Linked DNA regions of Sus scrofa: all the other regions are linked to region 1. Evidence: chromatin contacts called from public HiChIP or PLAC-seq data. All regions are on one chromosome and are shown on one strand. The core of a region is the stretch at or near the end of the contact, and the rest is flanking DNA. Distances in the headings are between cores, read along the strand shown. Region 1 overlaps LOC106505187 (a long non-coding RNA gene). Region 2 has its middle 100 kb from the start of NRP1. Region 3 has its middle 370 kb from the start of NRP1. Region 4 has its middle 68 kb from the start of NRP1.

Evidence for each region. HiChIP or PLAC-seq counts read pairs in DNA pulled down with a chosen protein or histone mark.
Region 2: a contact with region 1 is called in an H3K27ac HiChIP or PLAC-seq map of alveolar macrophages. The contact joins two enhancer-like sites. A contact is called at or near these places in 1 of 47 Hi-C or Micro-C datasets (liver) and 1 of 2 datasets of contacts at active chromatin or transcription factors (alveolar macrophages).
Region 3: a contact with region 1 is called in an H3K27ac HiChIP or PLAC-seq map of alveolar macrophages. The contact joins two enhancer-like sites. A contact is called at or near these places in 1 of 47 Hi-C or Micro-C datasets (liver) and 1 of 2 datasets of contacts at active chromatin or transcription factors (alveolar macrophages).
Region 4: a contact with region 1 is called in an H3K27ac HiChIP or PLAC-seq map of alveolar macrophages. The contact joins two enhancer-like sites. A contact is called at or near these places in 1 of 47 Hi-C or Micro-C datasets (liver) and 1 of 2 datasets of contacts at active chromatin or transcription factors (alveolar macrophages).

Annotation. Positions count from the first base shown.
Region 1 is chr10:56,670,402-56,674,174 of Sscrofa11.1, reverse strand. It overlaps LOC106505187 (a long non-coding RNA gene), which reads right to left. Exons shown (of 2, transcript XR_001299347.2): 2 at 3,617-3,773. Among named protein-coding and RNA genes, the nearest start is that of NRP1, 240 kb to the right of the region's middle. Within about 2 kb of position 1,949, at least 26 of the 83 cell types and tissues checked have an H3K27ac peak or open chromatin away from gene starts, as enhancers often do. A contact at or near this core is called in alveolar macrophages, where this site is marked.
Region 2 is chr10:56,532,777-56,536,572 of Sscrofa11.1, reverse strand. No RefSeq gene overlaps it. Among named protein-coding and RNA genes, the nearest start is that of NRP1, 100 kb to the right of the region's middle. Within about 2 kb of position 1,567, at least 9 of the 83 cell types and tissues checked have an H3K27ac peak or open chromatin away from gene starts, as enhancers often do. A contact at or near this core is called in alveolar macrophages, where this site is marked.
Region 3 is chr10:56,799,234-56,802,706 of Sscrofa11.1, reverse strand. No RefSeq gene overlaps it. Among named protein-coding and RNA genes, the nearest start is that of NRP1, 370 kb to the right of the region's middle. Within about 2 kb of position 1,391, at least 16 of the 83 cell types and tissues checked have an H3K27ac peak or open chromatin away from gene starts, as enhancers often do. A contact at or near this core is called in alveolar macrophages, where this site is marked.
Region 4 is chr10:56,496,752-56,500,521 of Sscrofa11.1, reverse strand. No RefSeq gene overlaps it. Among named protein-coding and RNA genes, the nearest start is that of NRP1, 68 kb to the right of the region's middle. Within about 2 kb of position 2,316, at least 3 of the 83 cell types and tissues checked have an H3K27ac peak or open chromatin away from gene starts, as enhancers often do. A contact at or near this core is called in alveolar macrophages, where this site is marked.

The sequences.
Region 1 (3,773 bases), core at 700-3,199:
TCACAAGTTTGTACTTGAAACTATGCTATGTGTCTTTGGAAGGAGACCATCCTCTGATCCTGGAAAAAGTCTGAACCTAATCAGGAAGAAAGTCTCCACAAGATTCCTCGGAAATTTTGCAAGTTAGGGATTAAGGCGAGCTAATCACAAACATTCAACTAGCTGTGGCCAGAGAAATAGCACCTTGTGGGTTCACTGCGGCCAACACTTAGAGAAGGGTGTCAGTGTCTACCCAGGAGCCAGACTGGCCCGGTGTGATGCTGAACAAAATGTTTAAAGCCACTATCTTCAGCTGATGTGCCTGGGCCTTTGTCATCAGCCACCCGTATGTAAATCCCAGACAGAAGAACAAGGCCTGGCCTGACTCCCATCCCTCGAGGTGCTGGACGATGTGCTAACCTGGGAGGAAAAAAAAAAAATCACTGGACTGGGGCATAAAATAGTGTTTATCTGTCGCTGTAGTCCTGCTTTTATTGAGGAAATAGATTATCCAGAGAAATGTGTACTGTTTATAGTTCTGTCAGATGGAGGGGTTGTTTCTAGGTCACATAACTTTATTGTCAGATACGCGGCCCCAGCAGTCTCCCCAAGAAGAAGACCTGGGTCCCAAAGCTCGGGCTCAACTCAATCATTCATCCATCGCCATTGACAGAGACCAATGATGTGCCAGGCTATATTAAAGTCTGATTATACCAGCAGAAAAGCAAACAAACTCCTTGCTCATGGTCTGGCTGAGCAAATAGTCACAGAAATAGATAATCATTCGTTGGAACCCTATGAAATGACCATCTTTCTGTCCAATATGATCGATATTGAACATTTCCTCTGGTGTAACCTTTCTGATGCAATTTATTAGGCTCAGTGATAGAAATACACCCGGTTTTTTGTTGGTGGTTTGCATTTAGCATGCAACAGGGCAGTTCAGCTGGGGAGTGTGGATTGGAGAAGGGGCTGGGGTGGGGGGCACTGGGTAGGCTTGCTGGGGGATCTTTGGTCAAAAAAGATGAAGGCGTGGGCTACGCACGTAAGAACCTTCTAGAACAAAATGCCTTTACAAAAGTATCATGAAGAGGCCCTTTGTTGTTTCATCAGCAAAGTTGCTCCAAAAGAGAAGAACTTTAGAACTGAAGGGTGATGACCTAGGGAGCTGACACTGAAGCCAGTAAGTGTCTGCCTGACCCTTGGTTTTTTTGTTCTTACTACCTGGAGCGGGCTCCCTGACCTGATAGGAGGTGCCCCATCCTAGATCTTAAGCACCTTCTTGAGTCACAGTCAGCTCCTGTGAAGAGCCCTTCTGCCTCCCACAACTGGTGTCATCCAGCCATAGATTTTGCCTCTTCCTCTGGGAAATGGTTCTTATGCCCAGTGTCTGGATTGTAAGCCCCGCTCTGCTGGTTCAAGGTTGGTGACTCCAGGCCCGTAAGCTCTGACCTTGGCTAGCTTTGTGACTGGTCTCACCCTTGCAAAATCTTTTTGGTTTTCATTTCCTGGCTTTCATAACATCCATGTCTAATCCATCTGGCTCCTGTCATGTACTAATCGGGCTGCATTCTCTGGTTCTGCTTTTTATTCTGAGTGAGCGATCTCAAGCCCTGAAAAAAAGGGATTTTTGAAGCGGCAACACAAGAGCACCGGGGAGGAAGGCCTATTGAGTGAGACTCCAATAAACCTTTGCAGCAACTCAGGGTTCTCCGAAAGTTCATTGAAAGTGTGTTGCCACATCGCTGTCTGGGAAGCTCTTGATGGTACAGGCTGCCAATGGTTTCACTTTACGCTCTGTGGCTTACCACACAGACAGTATTATGGGGAGAAGAACAAGCTTGCAGCCTAATAATTCATTAGAACTGGGAAGCGTGTGGCTCATGAAGATAAAAGGTTGTATAGAGATACATGTTTCTGGATCTGCATCGCCGCCACCGCCACGTGATGAGACCAGACACATGACAGTGAAGAGGGGTGGATAAATGTGGCAGGTCCCTGCATTAAGGAGAAGTTGTACTTAAGAAGATGCCTCTTAAGGTTCCATCCAATTCTGATGATCCTGCGACTTGCAAAATCTTTCTTCTTCTTTTTTTTTTTTTTTTTTTTTTCCCAAACATGAAATAGGACCTTTCTTTACCGAATATCACTAAGGTCCTGTGACAAATGGGTGCTATTACTGTACGTTCTCTGAAGCCTGTGCGGCATGTCTAAGGACGTTTTAACTCATGTTCTCCCCCAAGCTTTTAATCATTGCAGGAAAGGCCTGGGACCCATCGGCAGGAGCAGCAGAGTGTGTTTGTAGAAGGTGGTTCAGAGCCCTGGAAGCTGTGCTTTGAGACACAGCTGGAGACCTCACTGGGAGCCACCCTAGTTGTATGTTTTCCTGCTGTCAGGGGCTAATCCGTGTCTGGATGGGCAGTTTCTGAGGCCTCATTCACAACTTTTTAGTAAAGTCTACCAGGAACTTGTTTTCTGTGATGACAAGATGCATCCCAAATTACTCTAAAGATGATATTGATTTTCCTGCAAATAATAAGTCCAGCCGCGGGAGAACCATAAAACTTGAAGTTGTTGCTTCAGTGAGCGCTACCATGTAATGTCAGTAGCTTTGGTTTTTATTTAATTTTGTGATTAAAGTTTTTATTGATTTCCCCGCAGGGTAGAATATATCAATACCTTTGGTTTCAAAGGAGCATTCAGAAACAAGAAAACATAAAAGGACTCCACTACAGAAAAGTGGGGCTTTATTTGAAAATTTAAGAAACTGCCACTGGGAATCCCCACGGTATATCTAATTTTGGATGGGGCCACTCGGCCTTGTGTGTAGACCTAATCCCTCAGGTAACCAGCAGGTTAAGGCCTGGGAGATTCAGTTCAGAAATCCTTAGCTAGTGGTTATGAAAGCTAAGACGTCTTTGCCAGAAGCTGATGCACCAGCAAGTGAATCATACTCCATGTTCCCATAAATCATGCAGCTACTTCCTCTTCACCAGAAAAGGAGAGGCCTGATGGGACCCCATGTAAGAGGCCTTGCGGGCAGCTCTGTGCGTAAGAGAGATGGTTCCTTGCAGAGGGATTGCATCACTGAGAAACACAGATTGCTGCCCTCACTCCAGTTGGAGCCCACAAGGATTCTACAGCGTCTACAAAATAATACAGGAAACGTGCGGTTTCCTTCAGAGTTAGGAAGGGCCACACAATGATCCAGTCACCCACTTTCGTGTGCTTTCTTCTCCCCTTGGGCGTGGGGGCTGGACAGGGTGCCTTCCCTTTTGTGGGATGGGCAGGGGGGACAATGTCTTCAGGCCACACTACGTTCCTATTACATAGATCAACTGGTTCTATAGCCTTAACACTCACAATTAAGATGAGTGTTTCCCCAGCGACACTTCACCCCATCCTCCCAACAGCTCCCACGTTCTCAGCCTTATTCCACTGCTTAGCAGACGAAGCCTTGGAGGGATGCTAAAGATGTATTTCATGACCTACAGGTAGCAAGTGGCGGAGCTAAAAATTAAACCTTGTTCGCTTGGCTCCTAATCCATTCTTCCCTGTGAAGATGGCATGAATCCACTATAGCCTCCTTGCCATGTGGGCACTGGTGGATTGGTTTGACTTTTTTTTTTTTTTTTTTTTTTTTCTGCTGAGTTGTTCTGGCATAGAAGAACCACGGAAGCCCGGTCTGCCCCGCACACAGGGCCACACAGAGCCGCTGTCCTCGGAGTACCTGGGGGTGCTGTTCCTTGGAGCGAGGTCTTCTTCTTGGTGCTGGAGAAACAAACACAGGCAGC
Region 2 (3,796 bases), core at 318-2,817, 140 kb after region 1:
TGTCAGCATTGCAGACCTAATACTCATAAACATTTCACTCCATTTGCAAATAATTTGTGAGTTGGATGGTCTCCATTTTCCAAACTCCCGACTATGCACTATTGGTTTTTTGTTTTTTTTTTCAAACACTTAAATGTAGTAAAAGACTGTCCTATTAATTCTAGGATTTTCCCTGACAGTCTTTTGGATTGTTGATCAATGAGACTGAATTACAAACTGAGTTATCCACCGCCAACTCATTTTGCAAGCAAAATTATAAACGTCCTTGTAATTTTTTTTTCTTTGCGAAAGACATACTTAGCGTGAATGGCAGGTGCATTTTAATATGTTTGATCTGAGGTCAGGAAGGATCTCTGATATTAAGAGTGCTGAGGCAACAGGTCCTCTCACTATCCTGTGTCTTTCTTCCCCTTTTCTCCTGCTTCTTTCTCTAAGAAGTGAAATACACTTTCGCATTCTAAACTTACCATCTATCGGTCCCTCCTCACCCTCCAGCTTTTACTCTAACCCTTTACTCTCCTTCCCAGTTTCTCAAATATGGTCTACACACATTGCCTGTATTTTCTCACTCCCATTCACTCTTTTTTTTTTTCTTTTTAGGGCCACACCTGCAGCATACGGAAGTTCCCAGGCTAGGGGCTGTATTGGAGCTGCAGTTGCAGCCTATACCACAGCCATGGCAATGCCAGACCCGAGCTGTATCTGCAAACTACACCCAGCTTGCGGCAACGCCAGATCCTTAACCCACTGTGGGAGGCCAGGGGTCAAACCTGCATCCTCACAGACTCTGTGTTGGGTCCTTAACCTGCTCAGCCACAATGGGAACTCCCCTACTCACCCTTTAGCTCACAGAAATAGGGTGTCCATCACAACCATTCTGCAGAAATGGAATGTCCTCACCAAAGACATCAACTACCTTGTTCCTTTATCCAATTCATATGATTCAGTTCCTTTTTTACCCACTTTCTCTTCCTTTTTCTTGAAGCACAGCTGCCTGGGCTTCTGTGATATGTTTCTCTCTTGGTTTTCTTCTTACTTCTCTGGCCACTCCTTGGTCTTCCTTCAAGATTCTTCTTTGTGCCTTAGGTGGTATTCAGGGATTTTATCCAAGCCTCTCTCTTCTCCCCCTAGGCACTCTCCCTGGGCAAGTTCCCCAGTTCACCTACCATCTATGTGGTAGTGACTCTCAGACCTATACCCCACCCCATCTGTCCACCTGTCTCTCTCAGAGTTCAGACCAATAGAGCCAGCTGTCTACCTCCGTAGGAGAATTCCTGAGTTAGATTTCCCCTCTAACAACTCAGTTCTTCGCCACTATGCTAATGCCTTCCAGAACCATGGAGAAAGTTCTCTCATAGTTACTAAGCACAGTGAAATAGCCAGATAAATGCTCCTAGTAACGGTGGCCTATTTTAAGTAAGAACTGGGTCTGACTGCACAGCACAAAGTGGGCTGCCTCTGCTGCAATGATGTCATTCAAGGTGATTTGTTGGAAGCATTGAAATTTATGGCTGGTGGGGAGGGAAGCCACAGAGGACATCCAGAGCCAGATTCAGACAAGTGCTTGCTGCTGTTCACAGCAGTCAAGTGGATGCCTCCCTTCCACGCGCTATCTGCTCAATAACACGGGGCACAGTTGTTGCCACATTTTGAAAAGTTAGCAAATTAGTACAAGAGGTCACTTGATTTCCTTCCTAGTTATAGCACACACTCATGATTGAACTGCTTAGCAAATATTCTTTGTTAATAATTAAGCAGTATTATTTGTGAAATTTTGCACAGGGACCACAGCAATATTAGCTTTTCACTTGTGATTGCTAGGTTAAGGAGGCAGCAGAAGTAAAAGACATTCCAGATTATTGGGGTGAGTTAATTTGAAGGCAGGGTAATGTTAAATTGAGGCTTAACAAATAAAGGGGCTTTTAGCAGCTTTTGATGAGGCATTCAGATAGCTTCCCTTTCTTGATGTGCAAATGGTTTGAGTCCAAAGGGACAAGGAGGGCCTGCTGCCAGACAAGTGTAGACACCCTTATTTTTATGTGCTTCCTGTACTGACAGAACTGTGGCTATGCATTTGTATTCTTGTTTTGGCAAAAGCACCAGGAGAAGCCTCTTTAAAGTATGAGGCTGGAGTTCTGGCTGTGGTGCAGTGGGTTAAGAATCTGACTGCAATGGCTCAGGTCGCTGTGGAGATGGGGGTTTGATCCGCAGCCCTGCACAGTGGGTTAAGAGATCCAGTGTTGCTACAGCTGTGACTTAGGTCAATCCTTGGCTTGGATTCAATCCCTGGCTTGGGAACTTCTATATACCAACAGTACAGCCATAAAATTTCTTTTAAGAGGAGGTTGTTACCACCTAAGTGGGACTCAAGTCTGTAGGCTAATTCTTTAGGTAGAGGGAATATCAGTGCATAAAAAAGAAATCATGGCACTTTAAAGGAACAGCATTTATATCACATATCCTTGCAAAAGAAAATAACTGGAGTTCACGATTTTGCTGAAGTCCTTTGGTGAAGGTATGTTCGCGAACCCACGTAAGTGGAGCAGGTTTTAGATTAATTTGCACATTTTTGCTTCAAGCTAATAAAGTATACATTTCTTTTCTTTTTTTTTTTTTGCATCACCCGTCATGTAAAAAATGGGGTAGTGGTAGTTTCTTGAGGACTGGGGAGCTAATTAATGTTTGCCAAGCACTCTGAAGATGAAAGGGCCGACATTAAATCCAGAATTACAACTATTATCGTCACAAAGCTCAGGAATTTAGGAAGGGTGAATCGGGAGCCCATATTCTGGATTCCAGCAAGATTCTGTCTGAAAACAGTCAAACCGATTCCAGCAATGTTTCAGATTCTAGGGATACATGGGGTCGGGTCCATCAAGCATGATGGTAGAAATCAGACTGCATTTCACCTGATAATTTTGGAAATAATGTATTAAAAGAATCCCAAGGAGTTTTGTGTCTGTGTTATCTCTAGAGTCAAATCTCTGCAAGGTTAGCCTGAAAAGAAGGCAGTCAGCCAAAGTGCAGGGCGGCACAGGCTGAAGGCGGTAGATAGAGACCGGAGGCAGAAACTGCCAACTGCAGCCGATAGAAGCATTTCATGAGTCACAGTCTTAGAAACAAACAATTTAGTAGGGACAAATCCATATCAGGCAACTCTCTCAGCCCCCTTTCTCAAAGACCATTTCCTGGGCACCACTGCTCACATGGATCTCATTAATTTTTAAAACATTTGGGGGAGGAAGATGTTAACTGCAGGTTTCTCATAAAATGCCCTTGATTGGGTTGAGGAAGTTTGCCCCTGCTCCTAGTTTGCTGAGAGTTTTTTTTCCCCCCTAATCAAAGATTGACAATGGATTTTTTTTGGGGGGGGGCTGCCCACTATGGAGGTTCCCAGGCTGGGATCGAATTGGAGCTACAGCTCCGGGCCTACACTATGGCCACAGCCACACAGGATCCAAGCCATGTCTACAAACTACACCACAGTTCATGGCAACGCCAGATCCCCGATCCACTGAGTAAGGCCAGGGATCGAACCCACATCCTCATGGATACTAGTCGAATTGTTTCCCTGCACTACAACGGAAACACCTGGATGCTGATTTTTGTCAAGTGCTTTTCCTGTGTCCATTGAGATAATTACTTGTTTTATCTGTTTTAGCTTATTAATATGATGAATCACATTGATTGTTTCTTTAATGTTAAATCAGTATTCCTGAGATAAATTTCATTTGGTCATAATATATCATGAGTTTTGTATATGTTGGGGTTCGATTTGCTAAAATTCTACTTAGAA
Region 3 (3,473 bases), core at 142-2,641, 130 kb before region 1:
ATGCTCATCGTTTTCTGCCTCGTCTCACCTCTAGGACCTGATCTGAGTGAACAACACCGGCTAAAAAAATTGCTGATCAAGGTGGCCGAGGGAAAAGAGAAAGAAATTGAGTCACACATTGGAAGGGAGGTGTGTCACCCCATTCTCTTTCCTGCCAGAGCAGATCACAGGCCCACACCTGGTGAGGAGGGCGAGGCATGGCAGTCCTACCATGTGCTCAGAAGAAAATCCAGAAAGATATGCTGGTCTGCTCTGCTGGTGTCCATAGCTAGAAAAAAATGCACGGCGGCCAACGCCAGACAGGCTGTCTGGTGTGTGCAAAACTCCAGAGAATCCTTCTTAATTTCTTGTGTGTGTGTGTGTGTGTGTGTGTGTGTGTGTGCAAAAGTGAAGAGCTGAGATTGAATATAAATAACCATACAGAAAGGCAGACAATAGCTTTCCTACCCCCCTCCCCCGCCCCCCAGTAAATCTCTCATGCATTCAGGTGCTTAACCACAGTAGAATTGTTTATGTTCTTCTTCTTCTTTTTTTTTCTTTTTAGGGCTGCACCTGCGGCATATGGAAGTTCCCAGGCTAGGGGTTGAATCAGAGCTGCAGCTGCCATCCTGTGCCACAGCCACACCAGGTCTGAGCCACATCTGTGACCTCTGCCGCAGCTTGTGGCAATGCTGGATGCTTAACCCACGGAGCGGGGCCAGGAGTTGAACTCAAATCATCATGGACACTATGTCGGGTTCTTAACCTGCTCACCCACAGAGGGAACTCCACTGTTTATGTTCTAAAAACCCCTGTCTGCTGGGCTAGCAAGAAGATGGATCAGCTTCCAGGAGGTATGGCTGAAGAGCTTTTCTGCACCAGAGAGAAGGACAGAGGAATTCAACTGTCTTATACGGGAGGCAGGAAGCCAGCGTCCACTCAGGACCCCAGCCTCGGGAATCGCGGTGGCTTGGAGAGAAAGGCTTTTCCCTTAGGGAAGCAACTTCCACCCTCTGGTTTCTAATCTTGTGCAATGGTTTTGTCTGGCACAGAAGGGATTGGGGGACATAACGCATCTTTTTTTCTCCCCCCTTCACCTGGAGGGTAATCCTTAAGAAGAGAGTGGTCATTTTCTGATACATCTTCTCAGAGCTAACCCATCTTTTGCATGATGAGTGCTTAATGGAGATTGCGGATTGTTCTGGAATCTGGGCTGACACATCAGCTGCTTGCCTCCCGAGCAGCCGGGAAGAAGTGGACATTTGCACATCCTTGGATTCACAATGATTACAGCTCCTCACTGCCTTGTCCGCTTTCTTTTGTTACTCACTTGGGTTTTTATGAATCATGCTGTTTACAAGTCAGGCTAAATCCGAATGTCACTCTTGCATCAGAATGTCCAGATGCAGCCCTGTTCTTAATTGCTGGCTGCAGGGGGAGGGGCAACTGGTGTGCAGAGATGATGAGTCTCATGGATGGAAGAGCCATAAAATTCCGTTTCCCATAAACTAACTTCAAGAGCTGAGTAATCTTTGCTTTGTGAAATTTCTCTAAGCCACGAGTCTGAGACATATTCACTGTGAGTTTGTCTGTGTTCATTTCCTCAAATTTAAGATTTCACTTCCAGGATGTCAATGTAAGCAGCTTATTTTGTGTAAAATCTGAGATTCTGGAGTTCCCAAAATGGCTCAGTGGTTAACGAATCCGACTAGGAACAATGAGGTTACAGGTTCGATCCCTGGCCTTGCTCAGTGGGTTAAGTAAGATCTGGCATTGCCGTGAGCTGTGGTGAGGATCCCAGATGTGGCTCAGATCTGGCGTTGCTGTGGCTCTGGTGTAGGTCGGCAGCTACAGCTCTGATTAGATCCCTAGCCTGGGAACCTCCATATGCCACAGGTGTGCCCGTAGAAAAAGAGCAAAACAAAACAAAAAAAATCTGCGTTCCCTACTTGGGTGTATGAACAGGGGGCAAAGTAAAGGAACAACCTAAAACTGAAAAAAAAGAAAGAAAGAAAGAAAAAGAAAAAAAATCTAAGCATGAGGCTGACAGAATCTTTTAAATCTGTCAATCAGATGGTATTATGTCCAGAGAGAAAAGGCTAAATCTGTTTCCTTTTATACACACAATTCCTCTGTTAAAAATGGAAGAAATGGGAGAAATCTACTTATATCAAATTTTAATGATTATTCATTAAACTTGTTTGAATGAGATTAATGTCAATTTCAAATATACATGAGTCAACCCCACATGGTTCCCCCACTAATTAGAAAAATGTTTCAGAGTTCCTGGCTCTAATTTAGGTTGTTCAGATTGACGAAACCTTCAAGACAATTTTATATGGTTACATTCACAAATTTGTCATGAAATTTGTAATTTTTCTTTTCTTTTTCTTTCTTTCTTTCTTTTTTTTTTTTTTTTTTAGGGCCCCACCGTTGGCATATGGAGGTTCCTAGGCTAGGGGTCGAATCAGAGCTGTAGCTGCTGGCCACAGCCACAGCCACAGCAACACCAGATCCAAGCCACGTCAGCGACCTACCCCACTTCATGGCAATGCCAGTTCCTTTACCCACTGAGGGAGGCCAGGGATTGAACCCGCATCCTTGTGGATACTAAGTGGATTCATTTCCACGACAGGAACTCCTAATTTTTCTTGACAGAGGACAGTCTAAGCTGGGCATTGCTGTGAGGAGGCTTTTGGTGCTGTGGTGGTGAGACTGGGTGATGGTTGGTGGGGAAGGTACTGTGTCCTAGGATGAGGTCTCGATCTTGGTACACCTGCAGCTCTGGACTGTGAACTTCACACATGCCAGCAGTGTGGGCATGGAGTTTATCAGCTAACTGGGGTCACTTTTGAGGGTGCACGGGGATGCTCTTAATAATTTCTCTGGGACATCAGGTGCAACTGGGTCTTCCCAGGAATCCTGGGAGGGAAGGTGACCCATTCTGCCTACGGATAATTTCCCTTTTGTGTCTTGATATATGGATGTACCTATTGGCATTCTAATAGGATCAGTACAAGTGTGTATTATATAGTATCAGAAAATATGGATGGTTAAATATTTAATTTTTTATTTCCAGTACTAGAGAAACTGTGTACATACTGTACACACATCTTTCTTAACACCCCAGAATTTGAAACACTCTCTTCCTTCTCTGTTCCCTTTCTTTTCTTCTGCCACTTTGTACTAGAGTTAAATGTTATACTGTTTGAGGGCAAATGCCACATTTCCTAAAAAAAAAAAGAGAGAGAGAGAGAGAAGAAAAAATCTTTCAGGAGTTCCCGTTTTGGCTCAGCAGCTTAAGAATCCAGCTAGCATCCGTGAGGATGCGGGTTTAATCCCTGACCTCGCTCAGTAGGTTAAAGGATCCAACATTGCCGTGAGCTATGGTGTAGGTCTCAGACACAACTCAGATCCCACGTTGCTGTGGCTGTGGCGAAGGCTGGCAGCTTCAACTCTGATTTGACCCCTAGGCCCACAACCTCCATATGCAG
Region 4 (3,770 bases), core at 1,067-3,566, 170 kb after region 1:
CTTGCCACAAATTAGAAGTGTAATTCTTGGAGTTCCCTTGTGGTGCAATGGGTTAAGGATCCAGCATTGTCACTGCTGTGATGTGGGACCTTCCACATGCTGCAGGCATGGCTGAGGAAAAAGAAAAGAGGTGTAATTCTTTCTCTTTTCAAAGACTTAGGCATTTGGCCATTGGAATCTCAACAAGGAGGACTCCAGCTGTACAAAAAATTCACACTTTCCTGTATTAAATATTATTCACTGTTAAAATTTTATTTCCAGCCCAGATCCTTGCTGCTGTATGGTTCACTGATGTTGCATTCTCTATACATAACCTCCAGCCTTACCCTCAGCTGCTCTATGACCGATCCTTCAGGCTTCAAGAATGACCCGTGAGTGTGAGGGCCATTTTCTCCCCACTTTCCTCTGCTGGGTGATTGGAAGGGTTTTCCCGGGTTTGCGACGCAGCTCCTCCCAGATCACTCAGATCCAAGTCACTCCTGCTACTGGAATCAGACTTAGCGCACGAGATACACAGAGCCCTTAGATTTGCACAGTTTTTCTGAAAGCAGGGGTGGATGGTCAAAGCAGGGGTGGATTTTATGACCCCCTGGGAAATAGGACTGCTGCTGTACTGTCATTTCCTGAGTAACGAAAAATGCATTTTTAGTATTTATCAGAGCATGATTCAACTATAACTGATCCTCAGTTGTAGTTTTAATTATACATACTTGGTTTTACTTTTTTTTTTTTCTTTCCTGCCATGCTCATGGCATTTGGAGGTTCCAGGGCCAGGGATCATCCAATCTGAGCTGTAGCTACAGCAAAGCCAGGTCCTTAACCCACTGCGGGAACTCTAGTCATAACTTTTTTTTTTTTTTTTTTGAGATGGAAGTGAATTTATAAACTAACTTGGGAAACATTACATTCTTATGATATTGAATCATACATTCTACAAAGAGAATTTTTAATGAATACACGCTAGTACTTTCTTTTTTTTTTTTTTTTTTTTTTTGTCTTTTTGCTATTTTGTGGGCCGCTCTCGCGGCATATGGAGGTTCCCAGGCTAGGGGTCAAATCGGAGCTGTACAGAGCCACAGCAATGCAAGATCCGAGCCGCGTCTGCGACCTTACACCACAGCTCACGGCAACACCAGATCCTCAACCCACTGAGCAAGGGCAGGGATCGAACCCGCAACCTCATGGTTCCTAGTCGGATTCGTTAACTACTGCGCCACGACAGGAACTCCTCTTTTTTATTTCATTTTAGAAGTTTCATTGAAGGTTGCAATCATTTCTACTTGGTTTACTCTATACGTAATAGTTTGTACCTCTTAATGCCTACTCCTATCTCTCCCCTCACCTCCTTCCCTCCCCACTGGTAACCACTACTTTGTGTCTATTTCGTTATATTCCTTTATTTGTTTTATGTTTTAGATTCCACATGTAAGTGATAACATAACAGAATTTGTCTTTCTCTGACTTATTTCACCAAGACATCCTTGTTGCAAATGGTAGAATTTCATTCTTTTTTATGGCTAACATCCCCTTGCGTATCTGTACCACATCTTCTTTATCCACTCATCTGTTGATGGACATTTAGGTTGTTTCCATATCTTGGCCATTGTAAATAGTGCTCTATGAACATGGGGGTGCAGGTGTCTTTTCAGGTTAGTGTGAGGTCATAGATTTTTCATAATCTTTGGTGGATGTACCCTGTTTAGAACTTGGCCATCCTGAGGAAGCAAAGGGAAATCTCAGAAAGGTCTTCCTTCTGTCTCTGGTTCCTTCTGGTTCCTTCCTCACAGGCCTGCCCTTTATGACGGTCCACAGAAGTAAATGGAGCTTTCCCTGCTACATGAGGTCACGAAGCACCACTTCCCCAGGGGTACCACCAGGCCCAAGCTCACCCTGGGACTGAGTGAGTCTGAGTAAAGTACTGACGGATAAATGGTCTCTGAAGACACACCTTCCAGAGAGTGGTTCCCAACAAAGCATCCTTCCCTCATCCCCTTAGCTGCACTCCCCAAATTCCGCCCCACATCTTCTGTCCATCCAGCTTTGCCCCTTCCAGGAAAGGTGACCTAATCACAGCTTTATCCTTGGCCTCCTTACCAGTGCTGCTGCCAGGTCAATATTGATCTTATCCTCCAGACCAAGTCAGAATTCCATGGTTCACGCTTATTTTATCCTCTATCGGCTCTCAACTCTGGAGTCTGAATTGCAACGGAAGTGTGGGTGAATCACAGCCAGAGTTTGAATAATGAAAGGTCCAGCAAGGATGCCCAGCGTGGGCACTCACTGACTTCTCCTTCCACCCTCGTCCTGATGATGAATCACTTTTGGCCATCTTGTGATTTGCCCTCTTCCTCCTCACCGACCCTTCAGAGGCCAGCTGGTTCTCTCCCTCTGAAACTTTAGAGGAATTAACCGAATGATTCTTCCCATGCTAGAGGTGCCAATTCTTAAGCCCAGCATTTCTCAAGTGTCAGGAACTTGCATAGAAGTATAAAACCTCAGTTGTATGACTGGACTTGGGGGGGGGGGAGAATATTTCTCATCCATCCCAAACTATCACTTCCAGAATGGACAGAGAAAGTAAAAATTAGTAAATCTGGATGACAAAAGTAATCACATTTTAAATCACAATGGGAGGCAGAGTAGCAGTGAACTGAAGCCATCAACCGTCTTTCTTCAGGAAGATGGCCCACAGGTGCTTTGCTCAGCTTCCTCTCTTCATCCTCCCAGATGCTAGAACCTTCTCAAGAAAAAGCCATGGGCTGTTGGCATTTCTGTCCCCATACTCCTCTCTTTCCTAGCCCATCTTTGCCCCACTCATTCTTCAAGTGAAGGTGGATAAGAATTTCTATCTCTGCAGAGCATCAGGGCCGCTCCACAGACATGAGACGATGTCAGCAAAGGAACAGCAAGCCTGGTTTCTCAGTCCCTTTACCAACCAACACAGGGCCCAGTGTTCCATGGTGGATGAACACTGATCTCATGGATATTACCCCTTTTATTATTATAGTTCTTAGCTTTTAACATGTATTGAAATGTTTTTATTTCAATCTCACTGTTGATGGTAGTTTAGCTGGTTTTAAAAATCATGTTGCTAAGTAGTTTCCTTTAGCTATTTGTTTATCTGCCATCTGTTCTAGATAAGCTATCTCTTCTGTCTTCTGTGCTTTCTGAGTTTACTATGATGTGACTAGGCATACAGATTTGGTTATTTGGTTTTTTTTTTTTTTTTCATTTTGTTCTGTTTTGTTTTTTGCTTTTGGGCCACACCCATAGTATATTGAAGTTCCCAGGCCAGGGGTAAAATCAGAGCTACAGCTGCCAGCCTAAGCCACAGCCACAGCAATGCAGGATCTGAGCTGTATCTGCAAGCTACACCACAGCTCATGGCACTGCCAGATCCTTAACCCACTGAGTGAAGCCAGGGATTGAACCTGTGTCCTCATGGATACTAGTCAAGTTCATTACCACTGAGCCACAACAGGATCTCCAGTATAGATTGGTTTTGTTCCTCTTTCTAGACTCACAGTATGCATTTTCATTACAAGGACTCATGCTTGTCTTTTTGCCCACTCATTTCCTCCATTCTCTTCTCCCAGAACTCTCATTAGATTATGGAACTCGTAAACTCTCCTCCATGTCTCTTAACTGCTCTTTCATGCATGTTTATAAATCTCTTCCTCCTAACCCCACTGTTTGCTGCATGCTGAATATACTTTCTTAGCAATATCTTTACAATCTGTTATGTGCTTTTTCACAGAATTAAGTTTATC